Regions from separate parts of the Mus musculus genome. Here region 2 is linked to region 1. The links are chromatin contacts, called in public HiChIP or PLAC-seq maps. All regions are on one chromosome and are shown on one strand. Each heading gives the region's core, a stretch centred on a gene start, on an enhancer-like site or on the middle of the called end of the contact. The rest is flanking DNA. Distances are from core to core; before and after follow the strand shown.

Evidence for each region. HiChIP or PLAC-seq counts read pairs in DNA pulled down with a chosen protein or histone mark.
Region 2: a contact with region 1 is called in an H3K4me3 HiChIP or PLAC-seq map of neural tube, with 2.6 times the contacts expected there. The contact joins the enhancer-like site here to the promoter of Tbx20 in region 1. A contact is called at or near these places in 6 of 39 promoter capture datasets (the 3T3-L1 cell line, cranial neural crest, embryonic stem cells and 2 more), 3 of 15 datasets of contacts at CTCF or cohesin (embryonic stem cells and stem cell-derived epiblast-like cells), 14 of 484 Hi-C or Micro-C datasets (embryonic stem cells and trophoblast stem cells), 16 of 115 datasets of contacts at active chromatin or transcription factors (craniofacial prominence, embryonic basal ganglia, embryonic forebrain and 8 more) and 3 of 9 other capture datasets (adipose tissue, liver and pancreatic islet).

The regions. Positions count from the first base shown.
Region 1 is chr9:24,772,274-24,777,080 of GRCm38.p6, reverse strand. It overlaps Tbx20 (T-box 20), which reads left to right and starts at 2,778. Exons shown (of 8, transcript NM_194263.2): 1 at 2,778-3,362. The coding sequence starts at 3,236. Gm29824 (a long non-coding RNA gene) reads right to left here and starts at 1,357. Exons shown (of 3, transcript XR_870586.1): 1 at 1,130-1,357; 2 at 611-726.
Region 2 is chr9:24,991,886-24,996,692 of GRCm38.p6, reverse strand. The region is part of intron 4 of E130101E03Rik (RIKEN cDNA E130101E03 gene); the gene reads right to left. Among named protein-coding and RNA genes, the nearest start is that of E130101E03Rik, 20 kb to the right of the region's middle. Within about 2 kb of position 2,037, at least 2 of the 459 cell types and tissues checked have an H3K27ac peak or open chromatin away from gene starts, as enhancers often do. A contact at or near this core is called in neural tube, where this site is marked.

The DNA.
Region 1 (4,807 bases), core at 1,529-4,028:
AGCTGCATCGCTTTGCTCCTGTGGAGTCATCGTCGTTACTTACGGTTGGGTGCTTTACACACACTGCACATTTTTAAATTCACAAAGCCATCTATCATATAGCAATAAAGTATCAGTCCCATTTTAAAAGTAGATGATGAGACCAAAGCTTGGAGAGGTTTAGGAAGCCCACATAGCCACAGTGCTAACAAGTGTTAAAAGTCAAGACTCAAAGCTTTCCTCAAGTCCAAAGCCGTTTCCAGTGTCTGAAAGCAGCCTGAACACACAAGCCTGTCAGCAGCCCAGGCGGGGTTGAGGGAAGTGTTAACGTGATTGCTTTGTTCTAGCTCCACGGGGGTTTTATGCATTAACCCTTGCTCCCGGACGGTTTTGAAAGGACCTCAGGACTAGTTACCCTCAGCTTCCCTAGGCAGGAGGTTTAGATTACCCTGAGGCGATTCCTCTCTGTCAGCACTAGCTACAGGTCCTATAGCAACACATTGATTCATATAGGCATTGGATCTAAGAGGAGAGCAGCTTACCAGTATAATAAGCCTGTAGTAATGTTTGGCTGTGATGATCGTTTCAACGCCAACAAGATGCATAGCTTAGGGACACCCAAGTGACTCACCTCTGGCCTATGGCTTTGTTTAAGTGTTCATTTCAATTCCTTCAGCTTGCTGTCTCCTCCCACTTGCGCAGTCTCTTCTGCTTTTGAGTGATTTTCTGCCCACAAACATCCTAGAACTGGGACACAGTGGCACTTGTAGGAAAAGGGAAAGCAAGTTCAGCAATTCTGCTTTCCTGTGCTCAGTCTGCTTCTCTGAAACTGATGTATCTTTCAGGATGCCATTCCAACAATCTAAGCTGCTAAGGTAGTAAAGACAGTACCTCCCCTTATAAGATGGAATAATAGTTTTATTAATTAGGGTGTAACAACACAGTGAGCTATTGAAAACTAGATCCAACCAACAAAATCTACATTAGTTGAAACATTATATCAAGGTCTAAGTAAACCTCTCTCTCCCAAATTAAAAAAACAAAAACAAAAACTCTCTTCTTCAAATAAATCCATCTTCCTTGACAAACTCTAAAAAAATCAGACAAGAAGCAAACCAATGGGAACCTTACAATAAAAAGAAAACACTACCTTGATTGAGACATTGTATCTAAGGCCAGGAGAGATGGATGAGCAGCTAAAAGCATTTGCTCCTCTTTAGAGATCTGGAGGACTTCACTCCCTAGCACCCACACAGAGGGCTCACAACAGCCTGTAATCCCAGCTCCAGGAGATCTGATACTCTCTACTGACTTGCACACACTTATGAGTCCAGAGATTCCTGACCTGTGGGGAGGAGAGGGGAATGACTGGGACATGGTTGGAGGATGGGGGAGACTTGCAAAAAAGAGACACTGCTCTGCCAACTTGTCACCTTCGATCTTTTCAAAGTAGTTGGTCCAGACAAGGAAAAAAAAAAAAAACCTTCTAGTATGAAAAGTCTGCAGTTTTACTAATTTCTAATTTCCCTCAACATTGACACATTACAACCCAAATGCTGAAACGAGCAAACATAGACAGGATGGCCAGGCCAGTCTAAATCAGAACTTCCTCAGATGCCAACATTCTGTTTACACGGGATGTTCTTCATAGTTATTCTGGCTCTCGATTTCGCCCATAACTATGTTTCGGGAGCTGTGAAGAGGATGCAATGGGAGACAGGGTATGTCTTTCTTTTTATGTTCTTCACCCCACCCCTCCCCTACCCCCTTAAGACCTACCAAGAGGTTCCTAATCGCCAGATCAACTGGCTGGAAAGGAGAGCAAATATTTACAAGTATAGCTTGAGTGTGTGTGTCCTCTAGAGTTTACATGGTTGAGAGTGAAGCGGATTACCCCGCGAATTTGGAGAATTCGAATTATTTAGACTGAGCAAGGCCAACAGGACTCCCTCCACAAGGCTGTGGGAAGTCCTTAGCCCAGTCTGCGTCTGCAAGGCAGATAGATGGTTCCGTGTGGGGGGGGGGCGGGGGAGGAGCCAGAAAGTCACTATGCATCGCATGGTCCCCTTAGAGCTCCAAGTCCTGACCCCCCCTCCTTGCTTCAGGCCACTTCCCTACTTTCAGAGTCTCCAGAATAGAAAACCCAGACTAGAAGGGAAACAAACCACCACACAGCAGAAAGCCAGGTTCGCCAAAAACAAAATCAACAAAAACAAACAAAAAATCAAAACAAAGTATCCTTCCTACAGGCACCCTGCAGCTCAGCATTCTTTCCCAGAGCCCTGCCTCTCCAGCTCTCTGTGAAAAGAGACATAACTTGGGGACTGTCAAGTAGGGGACCTAGCACTAGGCACTGTGCTGCGTCACCAGGTTAATGCCGCTCAGCGATGAGGAATTTGCTCTACTGGGCCCTTCTCAACTATTTGGGAGCTCCAGTAGGAAAGGTAGAAAATGCGGAACTCAGTAGGACTTCCTTTGGTGACATTCAGTCCAGAGCAACGCAAATGCCTGTTTCTGGGTAGCAGTGAAAGTGCCTCTCTAGACAGCGCATGCTTCCCTCCTGCGGGATCTGAGACTCTGGGCGGAGGCGGTCCGGCTAGCTCCGCCACCCTGTTCACTGTGCGTCTTCTCCGGCTCTCCACCGGGAGCGCAGAGGCAGGAGGGCGCAGTGCCCTAGGCGCTCTCTCCCTGCGCCGCTCGGCCCCGCCCCACTCCGCACAGTCTGGAAGCAGTGACGTGAGACCACGCTGACTGGCTGCTGCCCGCAGGGATGGCCACCGCCAGCAAATTAAGGCGCGAGGCAGCAGGCGCCTAGGCACAGTTTAGGTCGCGCCTTGCTGCGCTCTGCAGAGAGGAGATCCGACTCCCTGGTTTCCGCACCCTCTAGAGTCCCACGCCGATCGTCACCTCCTCGGACTTGGGCCACTCAGCGGACCCAAGGAGGGAAGGGAGGGAGAACTCGGCGTGGGTGCTGGGGACCCCGCGTTTTGCGCAGTGGGCTTACAGTTTTGAGTTCCCGGCTGGTCCCCACCCTGCTTTCCTGCTGGTTCGAAGTCTCTGCGGCTCCCCTGCTTTGCTCTAGTGGACTGGAGAGGCCATCAAAACCTGGGAACGGACGCTTCGGGGGGGTCCCCAGTTCCGCTTTGCTTGCTCTCTGGAACTTTGAGCTGCAGTTTCGGGTCTTTGTCTCCCTTTGGGGAAGCTGGACTGTGGTTTGTCAGTCCAGGTTCCTGAGCAGGACCGCACGCTGGGAACCATGGAGTTCACGGCGTCGCCCAAGCCCCAGCTCTCCTCTCGAGCCAATGCCTTCTCCATCGCCGCGCTTATGTCCAGCGGCGGCCCCAAGGAGAAGGAGGCAGCAGAGAACACCATCAAACCCCTGGGTAAGTCGGGGTACTAGGCAGTCAGTATGGGCCCTGCTAATCTGTTTCCCGGGTGCGGGCAGTTTGCTCCGCGGGAAGCAAAGGTGGCTTTTTCTACCGTCTGGATCTACTGCTAAGTCTCAGAGTATGGACCAGAATTCGGTCCTGGGAGAAAGACTTTTTTTTTTTCTTTTCCTCTCAAGTTTTCTTTGGAGGCTTCACCATCAATTAAAGGTAGTGAATTCTCACTACCGGCTTGTGTTTGTATTCGCTTTCCCCAGTTTCTTGGAATCTCGACATCACTTAGATAGTATGAATGCTGTACAAATTTGTTTGTTTGAATGAAAACAAATTCAAGGACAAGTAAGGGTTAAGATTCGGGATCCACGGTGGTATATAACACCCAAGCCTGCGCTTGGAATCAAAGACTCTGAGACTTCACAAGAAGCCAGTTTAATTTTTCTATCACAATTAACAGTCTTAATATGTCTGAAAAGGACTATAAAATAGGCCGGTTTTTCCACGCAAGAGCCGGCTTTTTTTTTTTTTTTTTTTTTTGGTCAGGAACCCCCATTTTATACTTGCGATTTTCAATTGAGACTGGCAAGGCCTCCCCAAATTCCTCGAAATTTAACACTGTCTCTATAAAAACTGTTTTCTTTACAGAGGAAACTAGGCACAGATTAAAGAGAGATGAGCGGTGAGGGTGTCTTGAGCACACGAGAGTTGTATAAAAGCAACTGCTCAGGATAGGGGTTCTGAAAACCCTTACAACCCAGGGAAAATGAGTTGCTATTCTAAGGGCCTTGGTAATAATTATCGCACACCCTAATCGCCGACTATCAGAAATCAAGTAGCTAAGTTAAGACAGTTGAAAAAAGTCATCACTTTTTTCTTTTTCGCTATCCCTTCCCAACTCTAATACATTTCACATCCAAGATAAACACTAGAGAAGAAAGGGGCTTGGGAAACTAAGGAGTTTACACAGTGACAGGAGATTACTAAAGTCCAAAACAACAGTGGTACCAAGGAGATGTAAGACAGGGAAATGAGTGTGAATAAGAACTCCTAACTTCCACCTAAGTCAAGATCTGCGAAGGCAATGTGAGCAAGCCAACAAATCCTGATTATTTAGAGAGAGCATTGGCTACTACTGTCCAAGTTGGACCTGCTGAGGCTTCCGATCATTATCCTTGTACTTAGGGAATTTAATACCCCCATCTCATTTTGGTACCCAGTAGGAAAAGAAGATCTCAGGTCAAAATTCCTGACAAACATGTGAGCAGTGGTCTGGAAGCTTGCCAGCTCCACTACTCTCATTTCTGTATCAGTTCTTTAACTAGTTTTCTAAATAAAACAGAATAAAACAAAGCAACAACAAAAAATGTTCTTCAATCAAAATTACAAATTTTAAATGCTAAGCCAATCCTAGCTCTCACCCCGGTTACCCCCTCCAGTCTCTGAAA
Region 2 (4,807 bases), core at 788-3,287, 220 kb before region 1:
TGCTGCAAGCTCCTTTACTACCACCCCCTCCCATGCCCCATTGGTCCGAAGAAAGCATCTTTTCTAAACAGTAGTTCCTGACTGGTTGGCATTGTCTGCATCAGCAATCCTTGGTCTCTCAGGCAGTCCTCAATTAGGTCCTCCTACAGGAGATGCCTTTGTGGCTGCATGGCCCCCTGGCATTTACATAGGGGTAGGCCTTTCATTCCTTGTAGACAGAAGGTCAATGACTGATGCCAAAACTAAACTGAATTGACCAAAATGAGATACTTTCGTTCTTGCCTGGGGTTTCCAGGGGTGATGAACCCTGCATGTTGCCAGGTTCACAGGTTCCACATTGCTCTACAGGGCCCCCTACCCAGGCATGCTGGATCACAAGCAGCTCTCCAGTAGTCTCGAATGTCAATCAAGTCTCAGAGTTATGAGCAGAGGAATCAATATGACTGTTCATAGCAACTAAGAATTCTATGTGCTTATCCTGGTGGTATGTGAATCTTGCTTTATTTGGCTTATTATTCGGAGATATATCAAATCTTTGAAGGAGACTTGTGAGCCACTGTTTTGGCAAGTGGTAACAGCTCATAAAGACAGAACTGACTCTTTGATGTAGTTGTCTTTAAGCTGGAGTCAAAGCAGACTTCTCCAGAATTTAAGGCTGCTTTCAATGACTGGGCTTTTGGTATCAGCAAAACCAATGCACGAAGTAGGCTCTAATACACTGATTTATTTTATTCTCCTTGTCTTTAAGGTGAGAACCTTTGCAAAGGTGAGGGCACTGAGTTGGAGGCAAAGGAGGGTAGTGGGATGGAGGTTCCCACCCACAGTATCAGTACTGGAACTGAGACCCCGTGTTAAGGGCTGAAGGAGAGGCTAGGGCAGATGACCACACAACAGATAATAACAAGAACCAAGGACAAAGTTAAAGGGGGCAAGGATGTTATGGATCCGGAGAGTCATGGCATGAGCAGGTGCCCGGTATCATCCTTAGGACAAGAGCAGTTTCTTGTAGCAGTTTCACAGTATTTTTGTACCATTTTTATGTGTCATCAAGTAGACCATGATAATAGTGAAAACTGGCCAGTGATATTTTCCAGAGATACATATGCTTTGCATTTCTATTTTCAACACCTGCTTAATTTCAAAGCTCAAATTCTGCAACATCATGATTGATGTCCATGTCCTGGATACTCACTGGATACTGAGGTAGGTTGCATTGAGCTGCTCATTGAAAACTACATGCTCCAATCACCTTATCTCTAAGCATCCCAGTCTTCAGAAAGATTTTCCTCTCTGAGCCCCAGTTTTGTTTTCTAAGCAATCACAAGGCATACTAACACACGTCTGAGAATTGATACTACCACTACCTCAGAGGGCCTATCTGAGCTGAACTGCACTTTGCTGCCCACACTGTTGTGCCAGGGCCATGGAAGTGCCTATGGGACTAACTTGAGGTTAACATCTCTAGAAGAGGTGACTGGACTGGGTTTGAGAGCAGTTATGTGGTTTGAAGTACAGAGAGTCCTATCACTTGCTGGCTGCTGAATCAAGGGTCACCCCACCTTTCTGTGTCTCAACTTCTTCATCTGGGAAGAGGGTGGTGCTAGCATTTTCTGTGTGGGATTATTGTGTTTAAATGAGTTCATGAAGGAATAGTACCAGGCATAGGACCTTATTGAGTTTTGAAGTCATTAAACACATTCAAAGTGTTAGGGCACGAGGCTGCTTGGGCCAGGCAGGGCAAGCATCACAGGTAGATTCCTGAAAAGATGGAGGGATGTTCAGGCTCTTCAGTGACCTCTGCATTGCAGAAGGCAAGCATCTCTGACATACACTGCTCGCTCCCCCCCGAGAGTGGCATTCTGATCAGAGTTCCTCACTCACAGGACCAGATGTCTCTCTGGTCCTATTTTTTTTAGTCCCGGGATGACTTGGACTTACAGACACTGTTCCCACAAGGAAACCAAGACGCCGAGCCCTGGTGGGAAAAGAGCAAATTGTCAAAGGGGCATGTGGAGCGTTTGACCTCCCAGCTCCTAATTACTTTTCCTGTTATTTATATAGCTGAGTCAGAGGTTCCAGGAGAGTGAGGCAATGCGGAGGGCTGGGGTATTGGAGGAGGGGAGAGAGTTCAGGGAGAAAGAGGAGAGAAAGAATTGGAGAGAATGTTCCCTGAGAGCCATCAATTGATTCAGCAGCATTGGCAAAGCAATTCCAATTTACCGGACACGTTATATGGACTTCCCAGTACCTTGACAAAAGGATGCCTCGTCCACAGAATTCTGGCACGTTTTACTCCTGAGTTTAGCCAAAATTTGAAAGTTTAAAGACATGGGAAAGTCACTTGAGGGAGCACAAAGTGCTGAGGCTGTGACTGAGCAGTGCTTCTGAGCCTTTCTTTTGCTTTTTAAATTTTAGTTTTATCGTCAATAGAAAACACTAGTGGGAACACAGTCCACTCATGTGCATGGGGTGCCAGCTTTAGGGCTGGTCTAGCCCTTTCTGCCTTGAAATCCCCAGGAGTCTCCTAGTGGACTAAAGGCTGAGGTTAACAGGAATCTCTCTTACTCTTTTATTCTTTGTTTGACCAGGCTTCCTATGTTACTTTAAAGAATAAGAAAATCTTTTCATGTCAACTTCAAATCGCATTCCATGTTTTAAGAGATCATCAGTGTACATTTCTCAACTTCTAGTGCTTTACAGCAGCAGAGTTTTGTTTCCAGTGGTCATTGACAGCACTAAGTATGAATATGCATTCATTCACTTAAGTATTAACCACCACTGTGATAGACTTGTGTAGAACAACAGACGTTATAAAACAAATACATGCTTCAAGAAGGAATCGTTAGCTTGGTGTCTTAGTTATTGTTCTATTGCTGTGAAGGGACATCATGTCAAAGTAAATCATACATTTAATTGGGGGCTTGCTTATAGTTTCAGAAGGCGAGTACATGATCATCACTGTGGGAAGCATGGTGCCAGGTGCTGAAGCAGTATCTGAGAGCGCCATCCTGATTCTCAGGCAGGAGGAGGCATAAAGGGAAAGTGAGCCTATGCCTAGCATTGGCTTCTGAAACCTCAAAGCCACCCCTGGTGCCATACTTCCTCTAACAAGTCCACATCTCCTAATCCTTCCTAAGCAGTTTACCAACTAGGAAATACACATTCCAATCTATGAGCCAATGGGAGCCGTTCTCATTCAAACCACCACAGGTGGCTTACACTATGTATGCTGGCTGTGTACTGGGGAGGCTGAGAACCCATTACCTCAGTATATGCCTGGGCTGAAGACCTATAGCATTTCTGGAGAGCTGCTGGCCTTCGGTCTACTTCATGAAGCTGTAGAATCTGGGTTCTAGCAGCAGTGAAGGATGGTAGTAGCAAAAGGGAAGAGGACTTGCCAGGCAAGAGAGAAGACAGGCAGGTGACCGATGACATGGGCAAGTGACAGGTGACATGTGCAGGTGACAGGTGACATGGACAGGTGAATGCAGCACTGCCTTTCCCTTCTCAATTGTTCTACAGTGTCAGACATGGACACAGTGATTCTTAGTTACTTTATCTCTTGTCCTCACTGTCTCTGTTGCTGAAACCCTTCCTCTTCCCAGCAGGTCCTTCTGCTACTTTCACATCCTCTTTGGAGTGCGATTCCCTGAGTTTAATTAAAGTCATTTCCATGAGCATGAGCTTGGGGTTATTTATTGAAGTACAGGCAGCTTACCAGTGGCTGCATCATCTTCTCCCTCAGCAGCCCCTAACTTCAGGGCCCCGCTCCTGTTCATGATAAACTCTTTTTTCCTTTTTATTTATTCTTCTCTTATTTATTAAATCCAGACTGCAGTTTCCACTCCGTTCCCTCCCCTTAGTCTCTCCCTGACACCTCCCCTTTTCCTCACATCCAGTGCCACTTCACCTGCCCTCATAAAAGAGCATAAGAAGCTACGGTAAGATATTGTCCAACCAAGGCTGGGTGAGGCAACCCAGAAGGAATAAAAGGATCCTAAAGGCATTCCAAAGAAGCAAAGACAGCTCCACTGTTAGGAATCTTACAAGAGTACCAAGCCACACAACCATACACATACCTAGGCAGAGGGCCTAGGTCAGACCCAGACAGGCTCCCTAATCATTGTGAGCCCTCTTAAGTTCTGGTCAGTTGATTATGTGGGCTGTGTTCTTGTGGTATCCTTGATCCCTCTGCCTCCTCCAGTCCTTCCTTCTTTCCTCCTCCTCGTCCTCCTCCTCCTCCTCTTCTCCCTCGACAGTACTCCCTAAACTCTGCTTAATGTTTGGCTGTAGGATTCTGGATCTGCTCCCATGAGTTGCTGGATGAAGTCTCTCTGGTCTCTCTGAAAATGACTGTGATAGCCTCTGCTCCCAGCAAATCCTTCAGGCAATACAAACTGTAGATCAGAGATTTTGTGGCTGGGTTGGTGTTCCAAACCCTCCACTTGAGGTCTTGCCTGGTTACAGAGTATAGCTAGTTCACGATAAACTCTTGATTTGCTTAGTCTGAAGGTAACCACAACTGCAGTGAGGTTGTTCTGTGCTAAAGGTGTCTTTTGGGGGACACAGCTCTACATCTTATGGCTCTTACATTCTCTCAGCCCCTTCTGCAATGTCCTCTAATCTGTGAAGGGGCTGATTATAGGTGTCCCAATTAGGCCCAGGCATTCTACCACCACTTTGGCTCATTATGAGTCTCTGTATTAACTTCTGTCTGCTGTAATATGAAGTTACTCTGATAAAGGCTGAATAAAGCATTTATCTGTAGATATAAAAATGCCTACTTAGAAGGCAGTTTTACAGTAGA